Regions from separate parts of the Hordeum vulgare genome. Here region 2 is linked to region 1. Evidence: chromatin contacts called from public Hi-C data. All regions are on one chromosome and are shown on one strand. Each heading gives the region's core, a stretch centred on a gene start, on an enhancer-like site or on the middle of the called end of the contact. The rest is flanking DNA. Distances are from core to core; before and after follow the strand shown. Region 1 has its middle 73 kb from the start of LOC123425285. Region 2 has its middle 19 kb from the start of LOC123425289.

Region 1 (4,167 bases), core at 975-3,474:
ACGCGACACGTGGCTGTTGCTGAAAATGCGCCAAGTGGTGGCGCATGGGAGTGCTCGCTCGGGGCTCACGAAGGAGCGTTCGCTAACTAGTGACACACGTGAATCGTTACTACCCCTTATGCGTTAACAAAAACTATATTAAATTATGTTTAGGTGGTGGCTGTGCGCTAACATTTTAAGTAATAATCTACTCCCTCCGTTCCAAAATATTCGACCTTTTAGAAATTCCACTAAAAGACTACATACGAAGTAAAATGAATGAATCTATACTCTAAAATATGTCTATGTACATCCGTATGTAGTTCATAGTGCAATCTCTAAAAGGTTTTATATTTAGAAAGTAGCAGTTATCAAAAGTCTCAATAAATTCATAATAATTGCTAGTATTGAAGTTGGGGTCTAAAATGTAATCCGACAGAGTTTTCACGCCTGCCGTTTTCATTATGCTTATTTTTCGGAAAGCTCTTTGTATATGGCCTTCCAGCTTCCATGTCTTGAGCACATGATTCAGTTTTTTAACAATAGCACGGTATTCAAATTGGGATCAACTAACAATTAGTCTCATGAAAATCCAATTTGGTTCAATCTCTTTTTTCTTCCACTGGTGCAAGCGACGTGAACTGTTTTTTTTTCTTTTGAGAATTTCGACGTGGACTGCAAGGAAGATAATAACAGCACGTATGCACTTACCATATGGCAGAGTGGTATCAGATAATAAAAGAGCCAAAAACATGAAAGTTAGATACGAACCTATCGTGTCTACAGTCCTGCTTAGTAACATAGTGTGGGATAAGAAATAATGAAGAATATCATTTTAGATTACAAATCTAATACTTGAGTTGGTCTCACCTTACAGAATAAATGAACAAAAAGAAAATAAAAATCTACAAATAAATAATTAGTGGTATTGGTATTACGCTTTACGAAGGTTTTAAAGAAAGTCATGTTAAATTTTCCACATAATTTTTTTCTTTTTATAATACATATGCAAGGTAAGCAAATAGGAGTGGAATTAAAAAAAGTCTTGGTCATCACCCTTATAGAAGAAATAAAATAAAATAAAATTCAAAATAACAAAGTTGTATAACAAAAAATGAATTAGTGAAACTGCTATTACTATTTAAAATAATAAATCAAATAAAGACGAATAATGAATATTTTTTCACACAATTTACACAAATGTTGTGGTCTTTTATAATACACAATAGTAAGCATATAATAGAGGAATTTTGGCAATAAATAAGTTTCCTGAGAATGAATGAATTATTTGAACCATTATTGCCCTTAAATTTAAAATAAAAGGAAATAAAAAATCAAAATATAAAATAGTGAAGTTTTCTAAGTTGAAATGAATTAGTACCAGTGGTATTACCTTTTAGGAAAATTATAAAATAAACAAATAATAACAAAAGTTGCGCACAATTTATATAAAATATATTTTTTTTGCATGTGCAAAAGTAAGCATATAATAGTGGAATTTCTGCAAAACCGAAGTTTCCGAAGAAAGAATGGTATAAAAACGCAAATAAAATAAAATTATTTATGAAATTTTATAAGAAACAATGACTATAATTGTAATAAGCATAAAATAGCAAATGAACACGGTGCCCTTACACTACGCCGTACATAGACAGGTGCAGCATGATGCAGGCAGCCATGCACGTACTCCCTCGGTTCCTGAATATAAGTCTTTTTAGAGATTCCATTAGTGGACTATATACGGATGTATATAGTAATATAGACATACTTTAGTATATAAATTCATTCATTTTGCTTCGTATGTAGACCACTAGTGAAATCTCTTAAAAGACTTATACTCCGTATTTAGGAACGGAGGGAGTAGATGGGAAGTGCCGATGTGCCCCCGAGGACAGGCGCAGTCTACAGAAAATTCCAAGGACGGGGCGCTGGGCAGCTTAGATAGCATGCAGAGGCAGCTCCATGCATGGTCGACGACGCGCGCATGAACGCAGCGCACGGAGGCACAGGCTCCAAGCCAAACGCCAACGGCTTGCCCTCGCTCGTGAGTGCTCCCAGTTCTCCTCGCCTCGACCGCCTGCTACGTGCCCAATTATCGCCTGCATTGGCTCGTCGATCAGTCACGATCCATCCATCCGTGAGCTAGTATATATAGCAGTTAGCTTGCTCGTATACACACTGCCCAACGTATCCCCTGCGCTCCACCCACGTACGTACGCAAGCAAGCAAGCACGACATGGATACGTACAAACGGGCAAGCTGGCTGGCTCTGGACGCACGTACGCACATGACACATCGATCACGCGCATGCAGATGCAGCCTGGTCGCGTGTTGCACCAAATCGCATGTGAGTGCAGCGTACACGTATTTTGGCAGCTGAGAAAACGTGGCCGTGTCACGTGAAGTTTCTGAATTTCTATGGCACGCCGCGCGGCTGCGTGTGAGGATACAATAAAGCATGGCAGCTCCCGGGCTCCAGTGAGCCTTTTTTTTTTGCCAAAATACTTTTTTGCATACACTAAAAAAATCTGAAAAAAGTATACACATAGGTACATATTGATAATACACACGTGTAAATTTTTACTAATATTTATGCTCTTATGTAGCATACACAAAAAAAAACATAGATTAAAATGGGCCTTACTTTTGTTGCATTTGGGCCAGTTTTTTTTAATCTTTTTTTGTGTAGTACGCAAACAGTCAAATTACCTAATGATATTTTTTACATCCTTAACTATCATGTATATGTATTTGTATAAAAACAATTAGTCTTTTTTTTTTGAAATACCGGGCTCACTGGAGCCCAGTCTCTACAACGCCTCACTCGTGAGCATATACACACGTACTCTTACAGAATCCTATGATCGCCTGGCCGGGCGTGCGTGGTAAAACACAAAGGTATACTAGCTAGGCCGGGCACGACACATGCAGCGCAACAAAACATAAGTAAGCACCTTGTTGTGTTTCTGCAAGTGTGGTTTCAGAATTCAAATCATTGCTCGCATGGAACTCGATGAAGCGCCGATCGAAGTGGTTCTCTACATCGGTCCGGAGCACCTGACACGTTACCTTAAGCTATGCCAAGATGCTCTTCATGAAAATAGGTGTGTTGATGGCTTGAAAAATTGAAATAGTCGGCTGTGATACCTAACGGTTAGTCCTCAACACACCTAAATCGGTTTAATAAATTTGGTTCTATGATGGGACCAAAGCTAGCTAGAGACCACTTGAGGAATTCCTTTGAGCCCGAGTGTTGATGCTTTTCTTGACCAATGCCCACAATATTACCTAATCGACAAACGCTTCTCTCATGCTCTACTCGTTTGTGTACTAGCTAGTCACATAATCAAAATACTTCATCCATTCTAGGTATGAAACCTGGATCTCTAACTTGTGCTCATCTACATGATTGGGCCTAGGGCCTCCTTTGTCAGTGGTGGTACCTTGTGCACCACCCACAAATGTGAACAAGGACGATCGAACAACTTTGCCAAAGCGGTTGATGATGGCAGCGACCAAGAAGAAAAAATTGGACCACCTTGAGACAAAGGGCATCGTAAGCGGCCATCATCATCATCATTATACTTTGAGTATCAACAATCCCTAGGAGAGGGATGGAGCTCTCGGCAGTAGGGGCTCATCCTGGTCACTCGAGAGGGACACCACTAGAGGTCCTCTATTTCCTAGGGTAACTTGCTCATTGTAGTGTGCACATACCTCACTCATACTTCAAGTAAGTACTTAAGGTCTCTTATAGTGGGTAGTGTCATAGAATAGCAACATAATAGAGGATAGCACTTTAGTTACTACACTAGTAGAAAACGGTCCATTTGTTCGAGTTCCAGAGGGCCATTAGCCCTGGTTCTGGAACCGGGACTAAAGTGTCGGGACTAAAGCCCAAAATCTTTAGTCCCGGTTTGCTTACCAACCAGGACAGAAGGGTCTCCACGTGGCCGTTGCGGGGAGCCTAGGGAGGAGGACCATTAGTCCCGGTTGGTCGCACCAACCGGGACCCAATGACATCCACGCGTCAGCGTCTTGCAGGAGCTAGGTTTTTCTTTTGAAGGGGGGTTGGGGGTTTTGGATGGTTAATTTAGGGGTTTCATATTATGTTACCTAGCTAATAGAGAGAAGTGTCATCTCTTTCTCCGTGCTTGGTCGACGCTAGCTATTATATATATATATAGA
Region 2 (4,167 bases), core at 1,172-3,671, 270 kb after region 1:
CTTTAGGTCAAAAAATAAGAGGGAAAAAGGCCCAAGCCCACCACGTAGATAGCACTTTCAGACCGAAAAAATCAATCGCTGGTTCGCTACGCTGCTACAGCACTCCATCGATCTCCTCCAGTCACCTTGCCTCCTTGGCTCCTCAAAAAAAACTCGCCTCCTCGGCTCCTCCCCTAAATTCTCCAATCGACGCTCCCGTGCACTTCCAAATTCGGGGTGGTGCTCCCGTGCATCCATTAATGAAGACCGATGGTGCTATTCTTTTCCCCAGTCACCTCTCATTACATCCTCAAAGTTCCCCATCAATAGACGTTTGAGACATCACCACATCAGAGATGGTACGTCTCCCTCCTTCGCCTAATCAAGTACTCTTAATTTTTATTTGTGCCCCATATTGTCGTCTCGTCCGAGGGCCCCGAATATGTATAGGCCGGCCCTGTCCATAGCCCGTTGATCCGTTAGTTGACGTGAGACATTCTTTTCCACTTTGACTCCATTTGATCTCTACCACCATATTCTATTCCATCCATATGTCATATCCATGATTCACGCTCATATATTTAGTGAGGCTGAAAATATTAAAGCGTCTTAGAAATACGATTCAATTGTGTGACTTAACACCGAGGTGCTCATGATTTATACTGATGTGGTAAGGACGGAGTCATGCCATTGCTATTATAATAAAATGAATAGGGATAACATTTTTTAAGAATCATATCTATACCTAATAATAAAGCAGCTATTGCTTCCGTCGGAAAACCCACCACGACATTTTTATAAAAAAAAAGCTCCTCTAATTTTTGTTATTCAACCCGCGCTCCATCATTTATCTGCAACGCAAAAAAATCGCTACAAAAATTATACCCGTACGCATCGCCTCCTCCCGTCGACCCTGGGCCACCCTAGCCTGTGCCCAGGCCGCCGCCACATCACTCGCCGCCGCGGCCGACCTCAACCGCCACCGCTGCCGATCTCAACCCACCCGCCTCCGCGGTTGTACCTCTCCCCGCTCACTGCCCCCATTGCGGCGCTCGAGCGCATCGCGTCGACCCTGGTCCACCCTGGCCTGTGCCCAGGCCGTTGCCACACCACTCGCCGCCGCGGCCGACCTCAACCACCACTGTTGTCGATCTCAACCCACCCGCCTCCGCGGTCGTACCTCTGCCCACTTGCTGCCCCCGTTTCGGCGCTCGAGCACAGCTTCTGGATCAAATCAACGTGACAGCTACAACGACTTGGGATGATGTGTCTGCTCGATGCAGAACGGCGGCGGCGCGCGGATAAGGTGCGGCGAAGCGAAGTACTTGCAGGTGGAGGCGGGCCTCCATGGTTCACACGGGAAACTCTGAGGTTATGGTGCGGCAACGACGACTCCTTATGGCCAGATAGAGGCGTCTAACCCTTGCTCCCCTCATCGTATCCCCTCCTCCGGCAGGAACTCATCATCTGGTGAGATCCCCTCCCCATGCCTCCAACCGTGTGCCAAGCACCGGCAAGAAATTTTGTTTTGTGGGAATTTGTTTGCTGATGAATGAATGTATTGAATGAAAGATTGCATTGTTGTAGAGAGAGAGAATGGAACACCACCTTCAGTTTGTCATCTGATCCCACATTCTCTACCCCATGAGTGAAATAAGATAACAGTCCATTGATCAATTCACGTAGCCTCTTTGTTTTGCTTTGCTTGTCCCGCTCAATTTCTCATCATGGTGGAATTAACAATGAACGGGTTGATTTCTAAATAAAATAAGATAGGACTGACTACATTAGTTAGTTAGCTTATTATTTTAATAAATCAAAATGATTATAAAAATATTAAAAACGTGTGGTATTTTTTTCTCCCGTTGCAACGCACGGGCCCTTTTGCTAGTATTTTAAATATGAATGATTATGTTGTTTATGTTTATTGATATTATTATGTTGATATATATTAGTTCATCTTCTCTTAAGATCATACCTAAGAAAGAACGGCGCACAAACATGTGACCGACCGTGGATTCTCTTGCCGTACTTCTCGGTCGGATCCAATACTACTCCTGATGAATCCTGATCGAGCCATGTTAACGTCAGCAAACAGTTGAGCTCCTCATCAAATATATGCATGGCTTGGAGCTGCTTGACTGTTGATCGAGTACTCTCTAACTAGCTGCGACCTGCGAGCCTGCCACACTGTAGTAGTGGACTAGCAGAAACTTTGCCTCTACAGCTGCTAATTCGCTATGCAGCCAAGTCCCATATGCTAATGGCAGCGGGCAGGAAAGAGATGAAGGAATCCAATGCACGCATGATCACCTCTAGGTACCAACAAAACAAGGATGGCTCCAACAATCATGGAGGGTAGCCAACGAGAAGACATGGGAACGGATTGGAGAGCCACTGGACACTCACGCTGCCCTGGCTCCATCTTCACACATCACACCGCACACCTGTCGTCTACCCTAACCCCACGACGACGCGGACGCGGCACGAGCTTGTCAGCGAGGAAGAGAACAAGGGCGGCGCCATTGCGTTCTGGAGGGCACGCGAACCTGATGCGCCTACTATGCTCTCGTGATCACTCATCAGTTGGAGCAAGACAGGAATATCTCTTGGAGTGGAGGCGAACCGACCGAACGATCGAACAAACAAAACGATGCCGCTGCCGCTACCGCATGCGGATGTCTCGAAGGACGAGAGCGACGCAGGGAATATTACGTCCATCCATGATCCATGTGATGGGGGCGAGCCAGCTCAGCTCACAATGCTCCTGGCCTGGCTGCTATGCATCATCCATGAGATGGTATGTATGCATCTGCTGATCTCATATATGACCCTTGATTATCACGAGGAGTGCACGAGAGAGAGTCTAATCTGAGCTGTGAAGAAGTCTAGAGACGTTTTCTGCTTCTTGGTTTCTTCTGAATCCCGGTGTCAAGCAGTGCACCAGACGACAGTGTAGACTAGTAGTAGCAGCATAGCACTGTGCTCAGCGTGTTGCCTGTGAACGTCACTGATGTACACTGCGCTGCAGGTTGTGGCATGCAAGCACCCGGCCTATATGGATCACGAGAGGGGTCTGGCCTGCATGCGATTCTGCCTGGCAGCGTCCTCTTCATTCAGAGACAATTCGCTCGAGTCCAGAGGCCGCGCGGGCAAGCGAGCAGCTTTTGCCAGCTCAGGCAGGTTTGGCAGCGGCGAGACCGATCGATGTTGCTAGTGAGGCGACAAGGATGGTACTCATCCGTGCAACTCTCCACTGGCTTCTCTGCTGGATTTGACACGCGGTTGGAATCGACGATCACGTACCAAATGGTCTGCCCGCCGAGGAATCTGGTAAAGGCCGCGCACCCAATCCTTGATCGACACCCCATCCGTGATAGGTAGATCTAATCACGTAGGAGTTCTCGGTGAACTGCTGCTGCCTCAGAAATTAGTATAGCTAATAGAGAATTAGAGATAGGGTAAAGACATGCACGGTCGATCCTGTCCATGGCGCCGGCATGGAAAAAATTCACCGCCCCTCCTGCAAGAAGATTGCGATTTGCTTCATAGTGTGAATCTGATGTGGTACTGGTACAGGACTCAGACTGCATGCAATGTGTGTCCTCGGACAACATTAACTGCAGTGCTCTACTGTGCAGAATTCAGAGTTAGCTAACTCACTGCTTCAGGTCGCCTATTGGAAGCCCGTGCAGAAGAACCAGCGCCCACAAGCCCTGCAAAATGGGCCGGCCCAGTTTCAGGATGGAACTTTTTATAGAATAACCCAAAAAAAAGTGAACACAAAAAAGTTACCAAAAGCGAAAAATTGTTCACAAATTTTTAAAGAAAATTTCACAAATTTAAAAAAATTCACTGTCATCTAAAGAAAGTCAAAAAAATTAAAAATTTTACGGATTTTGAAAACTAGTTCATGAATTTTAAAAAAGTTTTTATAAGTTTATTGAACTGAAAATAGAGTTCACAAATCTTTAAAAAGTTCATCATTTTTTAAAAAATTTCATCCACTTAATAATAAAGTTCATCAAATTTCAAAAAAAACATCAAAATTTGCAAAATGATAATCGATATTCAAAATATTTCATGGAATTTTAATAAAAAATCCATAAAATTTTGAAAAGTGTTCATTGATATGGAAAAATGTTTTTTGTTTCAAAAAGGTTAAACAAAAATTATCTAAAAATAAAA

The links. Hi-C and Micro-C count contacts between places; a contact is called where the count stands out from the background.
Region 2: a contact with region 1 is called in a Hi-C map of seedling, with 3 times the contacts expected there. The contact joins two enhancer-like sites. A contact is called at or near these places in 2 of 6 Hi-C or Micro-C datasets (leaf and seedling).

Annotation. Positions count from the first base shown.
Region 1 is chr2H:41,705,402-41,709,568 of MorexV3_pseudomolecules_assembly, forward strand. No RefSeq gene overlaps it. Among protein-coding and RNA genes, the nearest start is that of LOC123425285, 73 kb to the right of the region's middle. Within about 2 kb of position 2,225, at least 2 of the 3 cell types and tissues checked have open chromatin away from gene starts, as enhancers often do. A contact at or near this core is called in seedling, where this site is marked.
Region 2 is chr2H:41,977,395-41,981,561 of MorexV3_pseudomolecules_assembly, forward strand. No RefSeq gene overlaps it. Among protein-coding and RNA genes, the nearest start is that of LOC123425289, 19 kb to the right of the region's middle. Within about 2 kb of position 2,422, at least 2 of the 3 cell types and tissues checked have open chromatin away from gene starts, as enhancers often do. A contact at or near this core is called in seedling, where this site is marked.